Linked DNA regions of Sus scrofa: region 2 is linked to region 1. A link is a contact called in public Hi-C data. All regions are on one chromosome and are shown on one strand. The core of a region is the stretch at or near the end of the contact, and the rest is flanking DNA. Distances in the headings are between cores, read along the strand shown.

Region 1 (4,487 bases), core at 149-2,648:
CCTTTTGTGCCCCTGGCTTCCAGGACACTCAGCACCAAATCTGATCCCCAGACATGGTAATTACACGCTGGCCAGTGGGAACTCAGGGAGACGGCTTCTGCATCCTTTCCCTGGGTATCATCTCACCAGGGCCGAGGAGGTTTCCCCTCTGAATTCCCACGAGAAAGGCTCCATCAGGCTTTCGCCTTTGTCTACGCCTCCAGTGAATGATTCTAAGTTCATTTTGCCTCAAGCCCAAGCCCCCAGAGCCACATAACAGGATCCTGCCAGCTTAGCCACTGGCCTGATTACCTTCACTGTGTCACTCCTTGGCATCCAATCTCCATATTCATAAAGGCTTTTGTTGCTGATGGATCAATGTCCTTTATGCCCCTGTGTCTCTGGTACAAACTCCTACATGAGAAAATGATTTGGGAAAAATGTGCCAGGAAGAATTTTGCCTCCCTTCAGGAGCTGGGAGATTTTCCCCTTTCTGATCAAGGGAGCTATATAATTAACCTGGTTCTCATTATGGCCAGGCTGCCAAGAAGCTTAAAACCAAATGCAGGGCTCCATCAGAGCAACGAGATTAGCCACTTTTTTTTTCCCTTTGGCGGCCTCAATTTTCTATTTATGTTTGGGAACTTTCTTGTATAAGGTGCTTCCGCCCCTGGTAGACAAAGGCAGGAGAGAATCAAGTAAAAGCAAAACAATCGATCCCCAATATTTTCACCTTTTCACCAGCTGCCTCCTCTAGGAAACCTTCCAGATTGCCCCAGTCCAAAGGAACCCCTCCCCACTCCAGTGCTAATGACTCTTACAGCCCCTTGCATGCGACACTTTCAAACGCAGAGGCGCACCTGTGCACAGGAGCTACTGCTTGTAATCGGCACCTAATCCAGGACCCAAGGGCTGTGTCCCATGCTTTTCAGTACCTCCTGTAAAATCCAACCAGTCCCACATTGGGAACTGAAAGAATACCAAGTGCTTGGTGGATGACCCAGGACAGAAACTCTGATGGATTTAACTCAGGATTCCCCTAACTGCCCGCCTCCCCTCCCCCAACTCTAAATGCCGGACGGACGCCTGACATTCACTCCAACTTGGAGGAGTGCATAATGCCATGGCAAGGATGATCCCTGTGAATGCTTTTAGAAGATTACTCACCCACACTGACTAGCTATTTCTGTCTTACTCTTGAGAGCATAACCGAGGCGCTTCTATACTTAAATCAAACGAGTGTAATAACTGACATTTCAGATTAGAGCTAAGAGGAGGTCTGCCCTGAAAGAGAGGGCGCTAATTGCTGAACTTGAGGAACAACAGGCGTCTCCCAGTCGCTGCCACCCCTGCTTCCCCAGAGAGCTCAGGTGCCAGGGCAGAGGCCCAGCCTCCCAGGGGCTAAGCAGCATGGAAGCCTCCAGGCAGCACCTGGCCAACCTGGGCTTCTTCCCGGTCCGGCCCTGAGGCGGATAAACCAAGCCATCTGGCTGGCCCCCCTTCTCACACATGTCAGCCCTTCTCCCAGCCTCCATGCCCCCTCTGCTAATGCACAGCTTCTGTTCAGACAGAACCTGGGGTCTGCTCCCTTTCAGAACAGAACAGCTCATGACAGTAAAATGATGACCCCACATACCTCTCCTCTGGTCTCTACTGTTGCTGCCATGTTCTGACATGTTTATTTCCTGCACGTGTCTAGAGATGCAAAGAGCTGGAGAGGGCACCGTGCCCAATCCAAACAGGAGAGGGTTTGGAAGATCACATTCAAAGGTACCTTTAAATGACTGCATTCGCTTTATCATTTCAACCAACATGAGGGAGGCAGAACATGCTTGAATCTCAAAAAGTATGAGCCTTTTTTTTTTTTCATCTTATGACCACACCTGCAGCATTTGGAAGTTCCCAGGTTAGGGGTCGCATCAGAGCTACAGCTGCCGGCCTACACCACAGCAACGCCAGATCCAATCCACATCTACAACCTACACCGCAACTCACAGCAACACGGGACCCTTAACCCACTGAGTGAGGCCAGGGATCAAACCTACATCCTCACGGATACCAGTTGGGTTCTTAACCTGCTGAGCCACAGTGGGAATTCCCTCAAAACATACGAGCCTTAAAGAAAAGGAGGGGGACAAAGACTTGCACATAATTGTTTATAGCAGTATTATTAACAGCCCAAAGGTGGAAACAACTCACACGTAACTGGAGAAATGGTGACCAAAATCTGTTATCCCCAATACAGTGGAATAGTATTTACCCATAAAAAGGGACGGGCTCTCTTGACACATGCTACAATATAAATGGACCTCAGAAACAATATACTAGGTGAAAGAAGCGAGCTGCAAAAGATCAGCATTCCAGAGTTCTGCTCAAGAGTAGATAATGATGATAATGCTAACAGCAGTGGCAATAATATTTACTGAGTACTTAATACATGCCAAGCATGGTTCTAAATATTTTTGTACATTAATTCACTTAATGTTCACTGTAATCCTATGAGATCTGGGCTATTTCTATTCCCATTCCCATTCCACAGGTGAGAAAACTAAGGTACAGAGAAGTTAGGTAATTTGCCCAAAGGTTGCCCAGTTTCTAAGTACGTGCGGCCAGGACACACAGCCAGGCAGTCTGGATCCATATCCCGTGCCCATCGAGACTTTCTTTCTTTTTTTTTTTTTTTTTTTTTTTTTCTTTTTTAGGGCCACACCTGTGGTATACAGAAGTTCCCGGGCTATGGGTTGAATCAGAGCTGCAGCTGCCAGTCTATGCCACAGCTATAGCAACACCAGATCTGAGCCACGTCTGTGACCTATGATGAAGCTTGCTGGATCCTTCACCCACTAAGTGAGGCCAGGGATTGAACCCACATCCTCAGGGATACTACGTCGGGTTCTTAACCTGAAGAGCCACAGCGGAACTCCCATTGTGCCCCCTTTTAACAATGGCCCTTCCCTGCTATCCTAACCTCCTTGAAGTTGTCTGTTTTGTCTCCTCTCGTTTCCACCGAAATGAATTCATTCTAGTTTAGGAATGGGTAAGTTTGCAGTTATGACTTGTTTAATTTAGTCTGCACTGACTCTCTCAATCACCACTTTTATCTATTTGTAGCAGCTTTAATGAGGTATAATTAACAGACAATAAATTGGGCACCTTCAAAGAGTGAACTCTCCTACGTTTTGACACACAGGTACACCTGTAAAACCATCCCTATCATCAAGATAATGAACATATCCTGCAGCCCCCAAATTTTCCTCATCCACCTTTACGATGAACTCCTCCTGCCCTTTCTGCATAGTTCATTCTGAGATAACCACTGTTTTACTTCCTGCCACTATAGATTAGTTTGCACTTTCAAGAATTTTATGTGGATAGAATCATATAGTACGCATTTTTTGAACCTGGCTTTTTCCATCCAGTTATAACTATTTTGAGATTCCACCATTTCTTCCTCTTTATTGCTAAATAGTATTCCATTGTACAGATATACCACAATTTGTTTATCCCCTCATCACTTGATGGACATTCACATTGTGTCCAGCTTGGGACTGTTGCAAATAAAGACGTTGTGAACATTCCTGGGCAAGACCTTGTAGAGACATATGTTTTCATTTCTCTTGAGTAAATACCTAGGAATGGAATGGCTGGATCAAATGGTAGGTTTATGTTTAACTTTTTAAGACAGAGCCAAACTGTTTTCCAACTCAATTGTACAATCACCACATTTCGAAGCCTGGAACTTTGTACTTTTCCATCTTCTCCAACCCACCACAATATTTCTTTTCCAGTGAAACCACCAGAGCCCAGGGACAAGAGTCCCTTTATCCTCTTCTTCCTTTCTGCTATTATCTGGTATTTGAAGACATGCTTTCAAAGTCCAAGACCCTAGATGATAGAGTGGCTCTTTATCTGATAAGTAAATGTTTATCTCGGCTTCAACCTGACTCACCCCCATCAGTCTCACCAGGAACTTGGAATGAGCATCATGTTTTAAGAATTTTGTAGCCACCCTTCCCTGTGGTCAGTCTATATAGTTCTTGGCAGTTCACTGTGTGTCTTGTAAACACCCAGAAGTTGTGGTTCTAAACCAATTAGCCACACCTTTTTAATTACATCCAGCAGTGGAGATTCAAGGTCTCTCCGGATCTTGCCAACACCGAACCTGTTCTCCCTCTTCATCCTTCTCCTGCCCGTCCTCCTCCTGCACCTCTCCCTCCATCTTCCCCAATTCTCCACCTGCCAATCAGTTCCAACCCCCCATAGGAGGGTTCTTCTAATGCCTCCAGCATCCACGGAGCTCTCCCCTCCCCTGAACGTGAAAAAAAAAAAAATCCACTGTCTGAGCCATTTGTTTAGCACTCACCAAATGCAGCCTGGCATCTCAATGGACAACTAGATCTGAGTCCCTGTTAGTATGTGTCAGTTGCAGTGCCAAGGCTAAGAAAGATGCAAAGAGAAATCAAATGCAAATGCTGCCCTCACGCACTGTAAATACAGATCAGGACTAA
Region 2 (5,057 bases), core at 1,503-4,002, 110 kb after region 1:
ATCTCTCTTTTTTTGTGTGTAGACCAAAGAACTCTGAAAACATATACACCCAAATCCACACCTGCTCTAGATGGAAACACGTAATAAATCTGAAAATAAAGAAATCCATTTCCTAATTTAACACCTCCCCACCAAGAAAGAGCTAAAACAAGATTGCTTCTCTCTGCTTCTCTGAGAGCCAAGGTTGAGTGCATTTGGCTTACAGTATGTGGACAAGGCCTATTTCCAAGTCCCTAATATTTTGACAATGCAATCAATTAACTTAGTCTGGGACCAGAAATAGTATCTCATTGCAGAGTCTTGAAAATCAAAACAAGGAAACAATATAACTTTAAGCAGGGTTCAAAGCACTGACTTACAATCACAAGCAAAACCATTCCGAGACTACAACACTCGATCCGGATGGATGGGCAATGCATTGGGCAAAACAGCTTGGCTGATGTTTCTGGGACCCTGGAGGGGACTAAAGGAGAAGGCATTTTTCTCCCTATATGTCAGAAGATGAGCTAACCGCCAGGCAACAGAACAGAAAAGAGCTGGCTTCCTCCCTGCGGGAAAAATAAAACGGCTCCTCACTCGGCCACACAGGACAAAGCCAGGACGTGCAAGAAGCCTTCAGTCTAGGGCTCCACGTGCCTCTCCAAGGACAGAGGAGCTCACCCACGCTCAGTCACACACAGCCGGCCCACCACGCGCCTGCGGAAGGCACCGGGTTCTCCGCCAACCTTCAGCACTGGCGGCTCAGGCTCCCAGCTTGCGAGCTCCTCTTAGCACCAGCTGTCTGGCGAGGGCAGAGGGCCATACCCTCTTCCCAAGTGTCATCTCCCTTGCCCCAATGTCTGCTTCTCCCCAACCACAAAGTGGAGTGTGCTTCCTCACGGTAACTGAGACATACACACACAGACACCCCAGATGGCACTAAGTCCCGGCGCCCCACCACCCAAGCCAAGGCCGCGAGGTTTCCCCCTGGACCCCACAGCCAGGCTCCTGGACCTGGAGGCGCCCAACTCACCCAGTCCTCGAAGTGGCGGCTCCCGTTCTGCAGCAGCTCCTCAAATTGGATGGTACAGTTGGCCACGAAGTCGTCGTAGCCGATGGGGGCATCGTGGAAGACAGCCAGCTCGATCTTGCGCCCATTGCACACATCGGTGACGAACTCATCGTGCCAGGCCGGGCTGTTGGTCTTCTGCTTGGTGGCCGTTTGGCCAATGCGCGAGTCGTCCACGTTGAGGGCGATGTAGGGGTCCAGAAGGAAAGTCTGCGGCCGGGGTCCCACCGCATGGCGCAGCGACCAGGCTGTGGGCTTCAAGCTCACGGCCTCGCAGATTTTGATTTTAAGAAGGCCATTGAACACTACCATGGTCGGGGCGGGGAGTGGGAGCCGGGGTCACTCCGTCCGCCCCGAGGGCAGGAACGAAGAACCGACGCCGCGGCGCTCCGAGCCACAGGGACTCCTGGGTCCCCTCTCGCCCCACCCCACACTCTCCCTACACCTTGTAGCGCTGCGCCCTGGCGCGGGCGATTCTCAGCCAGTGCATGTATTTCCTCGCTGGGTTCCTAACGGAAAAGAGGGAGGGGGGGAGAGCTGGGGGATGTCCGTGTTTGGAGCAAGTCTCTCCCCCCTACCACCAGCAGCACCTCCAGAAGAGGAGACGAGCTGTCGGCTTCGCTGCAAGCCGCGGAGGCTTGTCTCGTTGCCTCGCTGGCTCTCCGAGTCCGGGCTGCGGGAAGCGGGCGCCGCGCCCGGCTCTTACCTACCTTTCCGAAACATAATCCCCGGGAAATTTCGACTCCGGGAGGAGAAGGGGGCGGTGGGACGGGGCGGGGACCTGAACCGGGGGCGCAGATTTCAACCCGGATCCTCTTCGAACACCCAGCGCCTGCCTCTGACCGCGCGGGGCGGGGGATGGACCGAGGGATGTACAGTCTATCCGGAGGGATGCATGTCGAGAGGAAATGGTCCTCTTCGGAGCCAAATTTTTAAAAATCCACAAGCCACACGGCCAGCCCGGCCGCCTCCTCTTGGACGAAGACGCGCCGCGCCGCAGTCGGCGATCAGGAGGCGCCAGGAGCCGTGAATCTCACATCCGCGCGGGCTCGGGAGTCGGGGTGGCCGCCGCTCGGGCTCGGGGCGCAGGCCGGCACCGGGCGGTGCGCAGCGCGGCGGCGGGGCCGGGACTGCGACTCGGCGCGGCCCCACCTCCCGGGCGCCGGCGCCCGCCCGCCCCGCTCCCCGCGTCCCCGCTTTCGGCCGCCGCTCGCTCGCCGCCCGCTCTCCCCCTCGGTCTCTTCTCCCTCCGTCGGTGTGCGAGCGAGTCTCCCTCCCTCTAATGCAGGAAATGCGCAAAAGACGTCAGTGTGTGTGTGTGTGTGTGTGTGTGTGTGTGTGTGTGTGTGTGTGTACGCGCGCGCGCGCGCGCGTTCCTGTGTTTGGGGAAATAGAAAGTTTTGCCGGTTGGGGGAGCAATACGGGAAAAGTGAGCAGAGGAGAGGACTACAGAGAGCAGACGAGCCTGCCTGGGTCTCGGCGGCGGGCCGGGGAGCCAGGCGGGGACCCCGCGCGGGACCCCGGGGAGTGGCGGCCTTGAGGGCGGGGCTACGGGCCCGCCAGTTATCCGTACCTGGTCTGTGGTCTCCGCCCGGGGACCAGTGGGTCGCGCATCTCTCCGGGCTCGGCCGCCAACACTCTTTTAGAACCAGGGGTGGAGGAGTGGCGGGGGTCGTGTTGCCGGAGAGGACGCGAGACCCTCCCCCAGCCCCACCTCTACTCGGACTCTGGCAGGCTAGGGCAGCCTGCGGAGTATTGGCCGGTCTGTCTGTCATTCTGTCCGGAGACGCTCCGCTCCACGGTGGTGGGGGAAGGGGGAAAGGGAAGGCTGTGCAAGGTTTGGTATGTGTTTTAAAACATGTATCGTCTCTTCCCATTCTCTGGGGACGTTCTCCCTTTGGGGGTCTGCCCTGGACTTCTCCGGCTGCAAGAACTTGTTGACAAGTGAAAGCTTAGTAGCTCCCTGGCTCCGTTTTGTGTTTGTTTATTCTCTACAAAGTGACTTCATATTTACTCTGGACCTTGCCTATGCCCTTTTGGGGGACAGGGCTCTGGGCAGCGCGCTGACAGCGGCCGTCCGAGCTGCCCGAAAACGGGGCGCGTCCACCGGGATGGCGGGAGGTGGGGGAAAGGGGGGGGGGCGAGTGGCTCTGTGCTAATTTCCTCCGTAACCTTTAAACTCTCGCTGGAAGCCGCGGCTGCGGCTGATCACGTGAGTCGAGCCCTGGGCTGCTGGGGAAGAATTTCCTCCGCGGGGAGCGGGGGACAGGGAAGGCGGCCCGGAGAGGGACGGCCCCGCGCCTGGGGACGCGAACCTGGGAGGGCGGGGCGGAGAGCGCGGAGGTCCCAGGCGCGGCCCTGGTTGGAACCGCCGAAGGACAGAGCTGGGAAGAGGTCATCTCCCCAACCTGTTGTGCAAACGGAAAAAGAAAACCTCGGCCCTCACCCTTGTGCCAAGTCAAGTCAGGGCGTTTGTAGGGATCGTGGTAAGCTGAGTGTTTATCTTGTGAGTCTGGTTAGCGTCGGCCAAAATGTAAAACCTACCTCTCGATCACTTTTTCTCACTGGTAAAAGGTTATCACCGCCTGTGGCTCAAAGGCTTAAAAAAGCTTAAAAGCGAAGAAAGAGGCAGTCCCCTGGAACAACGGGATACCCAGAGCCGCACACAGGTTGCAGAAATGATCAGAAAAGTGCCAAGGTGGTGGTGGCAAAACCTCTCCTAAGGCCTGCAGCCACTGCTCTCTTCCCCAGCTTTCAAGTAATTTCTTGAAGCCCAGCCTCCTGGATGCAGGGGCAAAGTACAGAGAATGCTGGTGTGTAGTCTTAGGGACAGTGGAGACCATTCACATGTTAAAAGCCAGGATATAAAAGTTGTGCCTTCCAGGGCCACTCCCACCAGCTGCAGGCTTATTTTAAAGTCTGTCAGTTTGACAAAGCACACGTGGGATATCTCATTGCTGCTCACGTTTGATTTCTTTGATCATCAGAAAATTTTCCTTCTTGCTTCTTCCTTCCACCATTCTATTCTTATTTAATGCTTCCCCCTTCATAAGGCATGTGATGGGAGACACTGGCAAATAGGGCTGGATCTACAAAGGCATTTGGAAGCAGAGCCAGAGCTAGACATGAGTGAGATGCCTGACAAAGAGGCAGAATTGAAAGGCTACCAACAAACTCAGCCATCAAGATAAAAAATATTTTAATGCAATATTTTTTTAAAAAATCAAAACGAATGTAGAACTCCAGGATGAACATAATATTCAAATTTTGAATAATTTTAAATATCACATTAAAAAATTATTTGTATTGCTGAGTTTATTGGCATCCCTGAAATTTTGTGCCTCACTCCAGCCCCAGCCCTGTGGGGGAGTTGAGAAAGGCACAGACTTCTTTCGTAAAGTTAGGGATTCTTGAGTGTTTCATACCTTCTTCTACTCTTTTGTTGGATGAGTTCTATCTTGCCTGAAAACAGAGAAGAAAAGATTGAAAGACACTGGCCAAAATCCCTCCTCTCCTGTATGTTGAACAGAAAATATATTTAGAATTAAAGACACACTAAACTTGAACTTTTTGCATGGTATTATATTCCCCCACTTCTCCAATTTGGGCAAGAAGCCCAAATATATTAAATAGAATCTATTGCCATCTCAGTGGCACTAAGCAGTCTTAAAACCAATAACCTCCAAATTTCCAACCATTTCCTTGGACCTGGTAAGGTTGCAGGAAGGCAGCATCTGCCTCTTAGCAGACTGCTTGTTACACCATGTGAAAATCAGAATGCAGTCCCCAGATGTGACCAATCCCAGGATGACATCTCCTTTCAATTACAAGTCTTTCTGTCTGGGGGTGGAGGAAAGTGGGGTAACTAAAAGACCTGGCCAAACTTTCTGGTTTGTATTGGAAGAATATTTAAATAAAAAGGGAGAATACTGGTTGTTTACATACAAACATTGCTAATTTCCTGCCCTTATTACAGCCTTATTTCTAAATAAATCTCTCACCATCCTCC

What was found. A called contact is a pair of places that touch in the nucleus more often than the background predicts.
Region 2: a contact with region 1 is called in a Hi-C map of skeletal muscle, with 3 times the contacts expected there. The contact joins the promoter of PRKCE here to the enhancer-like site in region 1. A contact is called at or near these places in 1 of 5 promoter capture datasets (liver), 7 of 47 Hi-C or Micro-C datasets (embryonic fibroblasts, fetal skeletal muscle, liver and 3 more) and 1 of 2 datasets of contacts at active chromatin or transcription factors (skeletal muscle).

The regions. Positions count from the first base shown.
Region 1 is chr3:94,754,538-94,759,024 of Sscrofa11.1, forward strand. The region is part of intron 2 of PRKCE (protein kinase C epsilon type); the gene reads right to left. Among named protein-coding and RNA genes, the nearest start is that of PRKCE, 110 kb to the right of the region's middle. Within about 2 kb of position 1,399, at least 5 of the 83 cell types and tissues checked have an H3K27ac peak or open chromatin away from gene starts, as enhancers often do. A contact at or near this core is called in fetal skeletal muscle and skeletal muscle, where this site is marked.
Region 2 is chr3:94,861,797-94,866,853 of Sscrofa11.1, forward strand. It overlaps PRKCE (protein kinase C epsilon type), which reads right to left and starts at 2,753. Exons shown (of 16, transcript XM_021088295.1): 1 at 2,622-2,753; 2 at 1,013-1,557. The coding sequence starts at 1,360.